Linked DNA regions of Mus musculus: region 1 is linked to region 2. A link is a contact called in public promoter capture Hi-C data. All regions are on one chromosome and are shown on one strand. Each heading gives the region's core, a stretch centred on a gene start, on an enhancer-like site or on the middle of the called end of the contact. The rest is flanking DNA. Distances are from core to core; before and after follow the strand shown. Region 1 has its middle 5.8 kb from the start of Ddx6. Region 2 holds the start of Rnf26 (ring finger protein 26).

What was found. Promoter capture Hi-C pulls out the DNA fragments that hold promoters and counts their contacts.
Region 1: a promoter capture Hi-C map of stem cell-derived epiblast-like cells shows a contact between it and region 2, with 2.6 times the contacts expected there. The contact joins the enhancer-like site here to the promoter of Rnf26 in region 2. A contact is called at or near these places in 5 of 39 promoter capture datasets (the HPC-7 cell line, hematopoietic stem and progenitor cells, neutrophils and 2 more) and 3 of 115 datasets of contacts at active chromatin or transcription factors (cardiomyocytes, embryonic stem cells and microglia).

Annotation. Positions count from the first base shown.
Region 1 is chr9:44,597,545-44,600,696 of GRCm38.p6, forward strand. No RefSeq gene overlaps it. Among named protein-coding and RNA genes, the nearest start is that of Ddx6, 5.8 kb to the right of the region's middle. Within about 2 kb of position 1,542, at least 117 of the 459 cell types and tissues checked have an H3K27ac peak or open chromatin away from gene starts, as enhancers often do. A contact at or near this core is called in embryonic stem cells and stem cell-derived epiblast-like cells, where this site is marked.
Region 2 is chr9:44,111,044-44,114,470 of GRCm38.p6, forward strand. It overlaps Rnf26 (ring finger protein 26), which reads right to left and starts at 2,008. Exons shown (of 1, transcript NM_153762.3): 1 at 1-2,008. The coding sequence starts at 1,906. The coding sequence ends at 632.

The DNA.
Region 1 (3,152 bases), core at 292-2,791, 490 kb after region 2:
CACTGAGAGATCCGCACAGTAATAGAAATCTGCCCCCTGGTACCACAAAGGGGAGAGCCATTAACTTCTGCTTGTACACTTGAAAGGAAGAGTTCTCAGGCAAAGAGGTAAGGCTAGACTCTATGGGAGATGGGACTAGACAAGAAGGAAGGAAACTGGGAAACAGCATTCCAACACCTTGATGTTTTCCCTTTGGGCTGAGATACCCACCTGCTTGGAGGTCACAAATGTCAAGGCTTAGAGGAATGGTGTGTTTTCTTGGCTGTGTTACTGAGAAGGCTAGACTGACTCCATGTCAGCCTTCAAATCGGCAGTTCAGGAGACTAGGCCTAAGTCCCTGTTTCCAAGAACTGGACAAGTCCAGGCCTCAGAAGCTGCCCTGCCACCTGGCTTGAGGCAAGGACAATGGGTCAGCAGCTGTTTCCAGACTTCCCCAGCAAAGTTTACACCCCCTCCCCATCCCTAGGCCCCAGCAATGGTTGTTCTGGAATGTCCCTAGAGATAGAGCCAAGATTAAGATAGAGGTCACCTACCTCCACCCCCACCCCATCACCAGAATTCCCTTAATGTGCTTTATTTAAATCGGGCTTGAGAGCTCACTTCTGGGTCTCTCCATCTTTGTAGATGGTAGACCCCAACATGCTGGACTTCTGCAGAATAAAACACTCTTTGCGGTGTCTACAAACTACTTGAGTCCGGGGCATCATTCTTCAGCAAATCGCGGACCCTTCCATTAGGAGCCACTGACGTGGTTCCATTTACACCTTGGACATCTAGCTCGATGACCTGATACAGTTAATACCCACGCGAAGGCATACATAGCTCCCAAGTCTTCATTTCCCCTGAGACACTTAGTGAGATTATTCATTGAATAGCACTCGACTTCTTCCTACGTGTACTTATTTGTGTACGTTTGGGAGCCCTGGGACGCTCGACGCTCGTGGGGATCAGAGGCCAATTTTCAAGAGTCAGTTCTGTCTTTTAACCATGTGGATCCTGAGATCAAACTCAGGTCATCGGGTCACCAGACTCAGGGACAAAGTGTCTTCACTGCGGAGGTATCTTGATAGCTAGCACCATTTAGTAATATGTACCAGCATTTACTGTATACTTGGCAGAGAATGCATAACCTTTGAGATGGTGCAAAGGTTAAATATGTAAAAACACCCCCTCAGAGGGCTCAGTCTTCTGTCAGGACGGAATCTCGTGCCTCTACTCTCCAGGGGCACTTGCATTCATCTATTTAAAGTGACTGCTGCGTAAATGGCAGAAGCACGAATGGCTGAATGAATTAAGAAAATAATTACAGCTTGTTGGTTCTAGAAACAAGATTTAATTAGAAATTTGAGAACTTCATTGCAAAAGCTAGCTTCACCTTTAGCATCAAAACAGCTTGGCGGCCACCTAGGCGGCCCTCGGTCAGAATGCCTATTGTTTGCTGCAGCGAGCGGCGCTTGCGGCGCGGCGTGCTATGAGTCAGGCCCTGTGCAGACAGAGCATGCCAAGGTGCTTTTCTCACACTCCGCCCCCAGAGGCACGGGGTCGGCCCTCATTTCACGGATGAGCAGGCAGGCTTTGCGAGGTCTTCTTGCTCCAAGATGAGTCTTCCCCTTCTTCCAGAGAACACTGCTCTGACTAAACACTGCTGCTGGATCATTCCCACCTGGGTTTTAGTTCCTGCCTAAGGTAGCAGAGCGGCTAGGGAGGCTCCTGCTTTAGGGCTGGGCAAAGGCAGTAAGCAAGGCATGGCAAATAAATGGGATATCAAGCAAGGGGGAGGAGCACAGCTTTAAGTACCTTTACCTATGTACACATTCCTGCCAGACAGCAGAGCAGGGTGGTGCACATCTGTGATCCTAACACTTAGGAGACTAAAGCAGGAAGACCACCAGAACGGACGCCACTGTCAGGGTCACTTAACAAGACTGTATCTCAAAATAGGAAAAGCCAGGGGTGTGTGTGGGTGTGCAGGAGATGACTCCACAGTTAAGAGCACTGGCTGCTCTTGCTCAGGACCCGGGTGCAGGTAATTCCCGCTCCAAAGAATCTGGTGTCCTCTTCTACCGCCAGGCATGTAAATGGTGTACGGACATACAGGCAGGCAAAGCACTCAGAGGCACATAAAAGAAATAAACCTGGTAAATAATTTTCTTAAATCATGAAAATAGTCTCAGCAGTGACTCAGAGAAGTAGGTCCAGCTTCACTGTTTTGAAGAGAGATGGGGACTTCATTTTATTCTGTCAGTAATGGAGAATCATTTTAAGTCCTCTCAAGCTGGCTGGTGATCCGACTGGAAAATTCCTGTGCCTTTCCGCGCCCAATGGGCTAGAGAGGGAGAGGCAGAGGAAGACTAGGAAGTTACTGGAATAGTCCAAACAAGACGGGGGGGGGGGGGGGGGGGGAAATCCCCCGCCTTGGGACAGTGGCAGCAATAATGGGGGGTGAGGGGTGGGGGTGGGGGTAGGGGGTGGGAGGTGAGGTAGAAAGTGATAATATAGAGGAAGAAGTGCAGGGCTTTCCTCCACCTGGCAGAGCTGTTACCAGGAGGCCATTCCCAGGGAATGAAGGAGGGAGGGAAGACTGCTTCAGTTTGTTGATTAGAATGGAGAAAAATCTGTGGGATCAAGAGGGGCTAAGTTCGGGGTCATCTTGAGGCCCCTGGGCTACAGAAGACCCTGACTCAGACAAACCAAAGAATGGAAAAGATTTTGAGCATGAATCCAAGTTGAAGGGAAGATCCAACAAAGGGAGAGTCTAAGGGGTGGAAGCGGTGAGAGACAGAGAAGCTGGCATAGTGGCGCTCAGCCTCAGGGGTGCAGAGGCAATCTTAGCGACTTTCAGGCCAGCCTGATCTACATAGCAAGTTCCAGGACAACTAGAGCTACATAGTGAGACACTGTTTATAAGTAAGTAAGTAAATAAATAAATAAATAAATAAATAAGCAAGCTACCATGCTCTGCTTCAGGCCTTGGTTTTAAAATCACAGTTCTAGCCAGGTGGTGGTGGCACATGCCTTTCATCCCAGCACTTGGGAGACAGAGGCAGGCGGATTTCTGAGTTCGAGGCCAGCCTGGTCTACAGAGTGAGTTCCAGGACAGCCAGGGCTATACAGAGAAACCCTGTCTCGAGAAAAAAAAAAAAAAATCACAG
Region 2 (3,427 bases), core at 758-3,257:
CCCTGTACTCAGGGATAAACTCCTGACTCCAGGTCCTGGTCAAGTTGGGAGTCTTTAAAAGACAGTGACAGGCAGAAGGGCATCTGCAAGTTTCTACTCCCAGACCTACCAGGGCAGAGGCTCTGGCTGAACATAAAGGTTCAAGATCCAAACCAAGAAAAAACAAAAAAGAGAAAAAGAATCAAGATCACTCTAAGGCCCATGAGTTTCCAAAATCCTCAAACAACACTGATGTGGCGTGGCGTGGCGTGGCCTGGGGGAAAGGACCAAAAACTCCAACAAAAGAGCCAGAAGCAGAGAAGGACAGCCCTAGAGGCAGGCATCTGGGTGGGCCCTGGCAGGCGCAGCACAAGAGCCCACCACAGAGTCTCAGGGCCCTTGCATAGTGACATACTCACCACCCTCAGCATCTCAGGGCCCCACACAGGATTTAGAGAAAGTGTTACTCTGTCCCACCCAGACTGGAGTCTTCCAGAGTATTCCAAGCTACACGTCCTGGATATATGGCTTGAGGCTTGGCAGAGTCGCCGCCTTCGGGGGCAAAGAAGACTCAGGCCAGAACCCAGAGGCAAAGTGTTGATGCTGTCCCGGTGTGTGGAGCGCAGAGGATGAGCAGGCAGGGAGGGAGTCCTCAGAGGTAGACATTGAGGGTTTGCAGGATGCTGCGGCGGCAGAGCGGGCAGTTGCGATGGTAAACAGGGTGGCGCATGAGGATCTCAGTGCAAGCCTGGCACAGGCACAGGTGCCGGCAGGGCAGAAGCAGCACCGTTTTGCTCTGGTCCTGGCAGATAACACACTTCTTCCGCTCTTCTTGCTCCTTCAACAGCTTCCATGGGTCCTGCCCAGCGGCAGGCTCGTCCTCGTTGAGTTGCTCTCGGCCTCTAGCTGGTGCAGTTCTGATGACCTCCTCTTCTGCTTCAGGAGGAGTGTCCTGTGGCTGGATCCTGGCTGAGAACACCCTCCTGGGGCCACCTTGGGGGGCTCCTGGTGCTCCTCCCCGATTTGGCCAGCTGGCCAGTTGTAGGCTGCGGCTCCAGACTCTGCGCCAAGCCTCCAGACCTAGTGGAAGGCGAGTCAGCCGTACGATATCCTCCCAAAGCCGGTGGTAAGATGGGCGGGCATGAAGCTGACTGAGAGCTTGAGTGGCCAGCCTCAGGGTTTGTTCTGGGTGCAACACAATCAAAATCACTGCCAGCACGCAAGCCAGCAACACCAATCCAGTGAGATGGAAAACCACACAGCTGGCCAGCAGGCGGGCGGCTGAGGCCAACAGCTCCAGTGCTAGCTGGCAGGGGGTCCACAGGAGAATGGCCATAGCCACTGCACTGCTGGAGATGTGAGCGAGGAAAGCAGCCACCACGTCTGTCATCCTCCAAAGAGGCCCCGTTACAGCATCCCACAGGGCCAGCACCAGGGAGAAGAAGTTCTGAGTGCTGATGAGGCAGATGTTGACTAGACTGTTGATCACATAGGCCACCAGGCTCATGGCAATAGCACATATGTCACAGGCCTGGCGCAGCAAAGCATGGCCATTGGAGACCATGTTCAGGATGCCCCGATTCAGGAATTCCCGGCTCCTCAGAGCTCCGTGGGAGGCCAAGTGCCCCAGTAGCTTTAAGCTCTCCAAGCCAGAGTAGCAGCTATAGAGGAGCGTCCCCAAGGCCTGCAGTCCCCCGAAGGTAAATCGGACCACAGCTTCAACTAAGGCCAGCAAAGAAAGCAGGAATCCTCGACCCAAGTGCAGAAGACTGGTAAGTACCGTGTGTGGCAGATTGTAGATGAAGGCCAAAAGCCAGGCCAGGGTAGCCAGGAGGGAGGACACGAGCAGGAAGTTGAGATCCAACATCAAGGTCAGCAAGTCCAGCACCAGGCCCACCCCATTCACCACCAGGTAGACAGCCTCCATGATAGGGCTGCGAAGTTCAGGACAAAAGGAAGGCTGGCTCCTCAGGGAAGGCGGTGTCAAGGTTGCCACTATTGTGGCGAGATCGGAGTGAATTTGGAAGGGATGCGAACGTCTAACCAAGGAAGAAGCAAGGGCTACAGAAGTGGGCTTCAGGGAAGACTTTTACAGAAGGGAACGGCGTCCCGGCTTGGAAGGCGGAATGTTCGGGAGCGAAGAGGTGAAACATCTCTAAAGTGACAGCGAGCCTGGACCGGAGGAAGCACCTCAGCGTTAGGAGCCTGGAGCGGTAAACACGACAGGGCCACGGGTCAGACCGGGAGGAGACCCGCAAGGATGGGACGGAGTCGGGAAGGGCCGGGTCGGGGCCGGGTGGGGGCGGCGCAGGCTGGGCGCGGGCTCGCGGTCCAGCCACGCAAGTGCCCCTGTCCCCGCCCGGCCCCTGTCCTCCCGCTCGCGGCGAGTGGCACCCAAAGGGAGAGCGGGACGGAAAGTCAGCCTCGGCAAATCCCGAGCGCGGCCTCGACTCCACTGGGCGCCGCCATCTTGTTTGCGAAGGGACGTGGCAAGCAGGGGGCGGGACTATAGCCTGTGGCCAATCAGTGAGGGGCAATGGGCAGAAATGTCGACAAACCATTGGTGGTTTTGAATGGCGCCCAAAGACAGTTTCCAATGAGAGGGGTGGAAATGTGTTTATAAAGCGCCCCCTCCTCTTTGAAGTGGTGATAGGTCCGTTAGCATGTCGGTATAATTTTCCCTCCCTGTCCCGCTCCGCCCCTTAAAGAGCCAGAGCCACACTTTAATGAGGCTGCCTTTAAGTGTTGTGGCCCCAACTCCACCTGCTCCCGATCCTGCGTGCATTCTTGGAGCTCTGGGCTAGGCTCTGAGATAGTACCTCCTCCGCGTACGCTGGGACCCCCGCCTCATCTCATTCATTCATTCATTCATTATTTATTTATTTATTTATTTATTTATTTTTGGGTTTTCGAGACAGGGTTTCTCTGTGTAGCCCTAGCTGGCCTGGAACTCACTCTGTAGACCAGGCTGGCCTCGAACTCAGAAATCCGCCTGCCTCTGCCTCCCAAAGGCATGCACCACCATGTCCGGCTCATCATTTATTTTTTATCATTTATTAAGCACTTAACATGCCTTGGAAATACAACCCTTTTTAAGATTATCGTCTTATCTCAAGCTATTCACAAAGTGAAAAAGATTGTTAAAGGAGATCTGTTGTCATTGAGAAAAGGAGCCACAGAATGAAGGAGCTCTGCTTTCTACCTTGACCCCTATCAACATGTAGGCCATCTGTAACCCATACATCAAGAGCTCCAGTGTTTTCTACTTACCCGGAGGTCTCTCGGGTGACTATCATACTTGTTAGCCTTAATTGTCAACTTGGCACAGCCTGGAATCATGTGAGAGAAACCTCAATTTAAGGGATTGCCCAGGTGGGTTTGGTCTGTAAATTTGTCTGTGAAGGATTCTTTTGTTAATTGACAGAGGAGGACCCAGCCAACTCTGGGT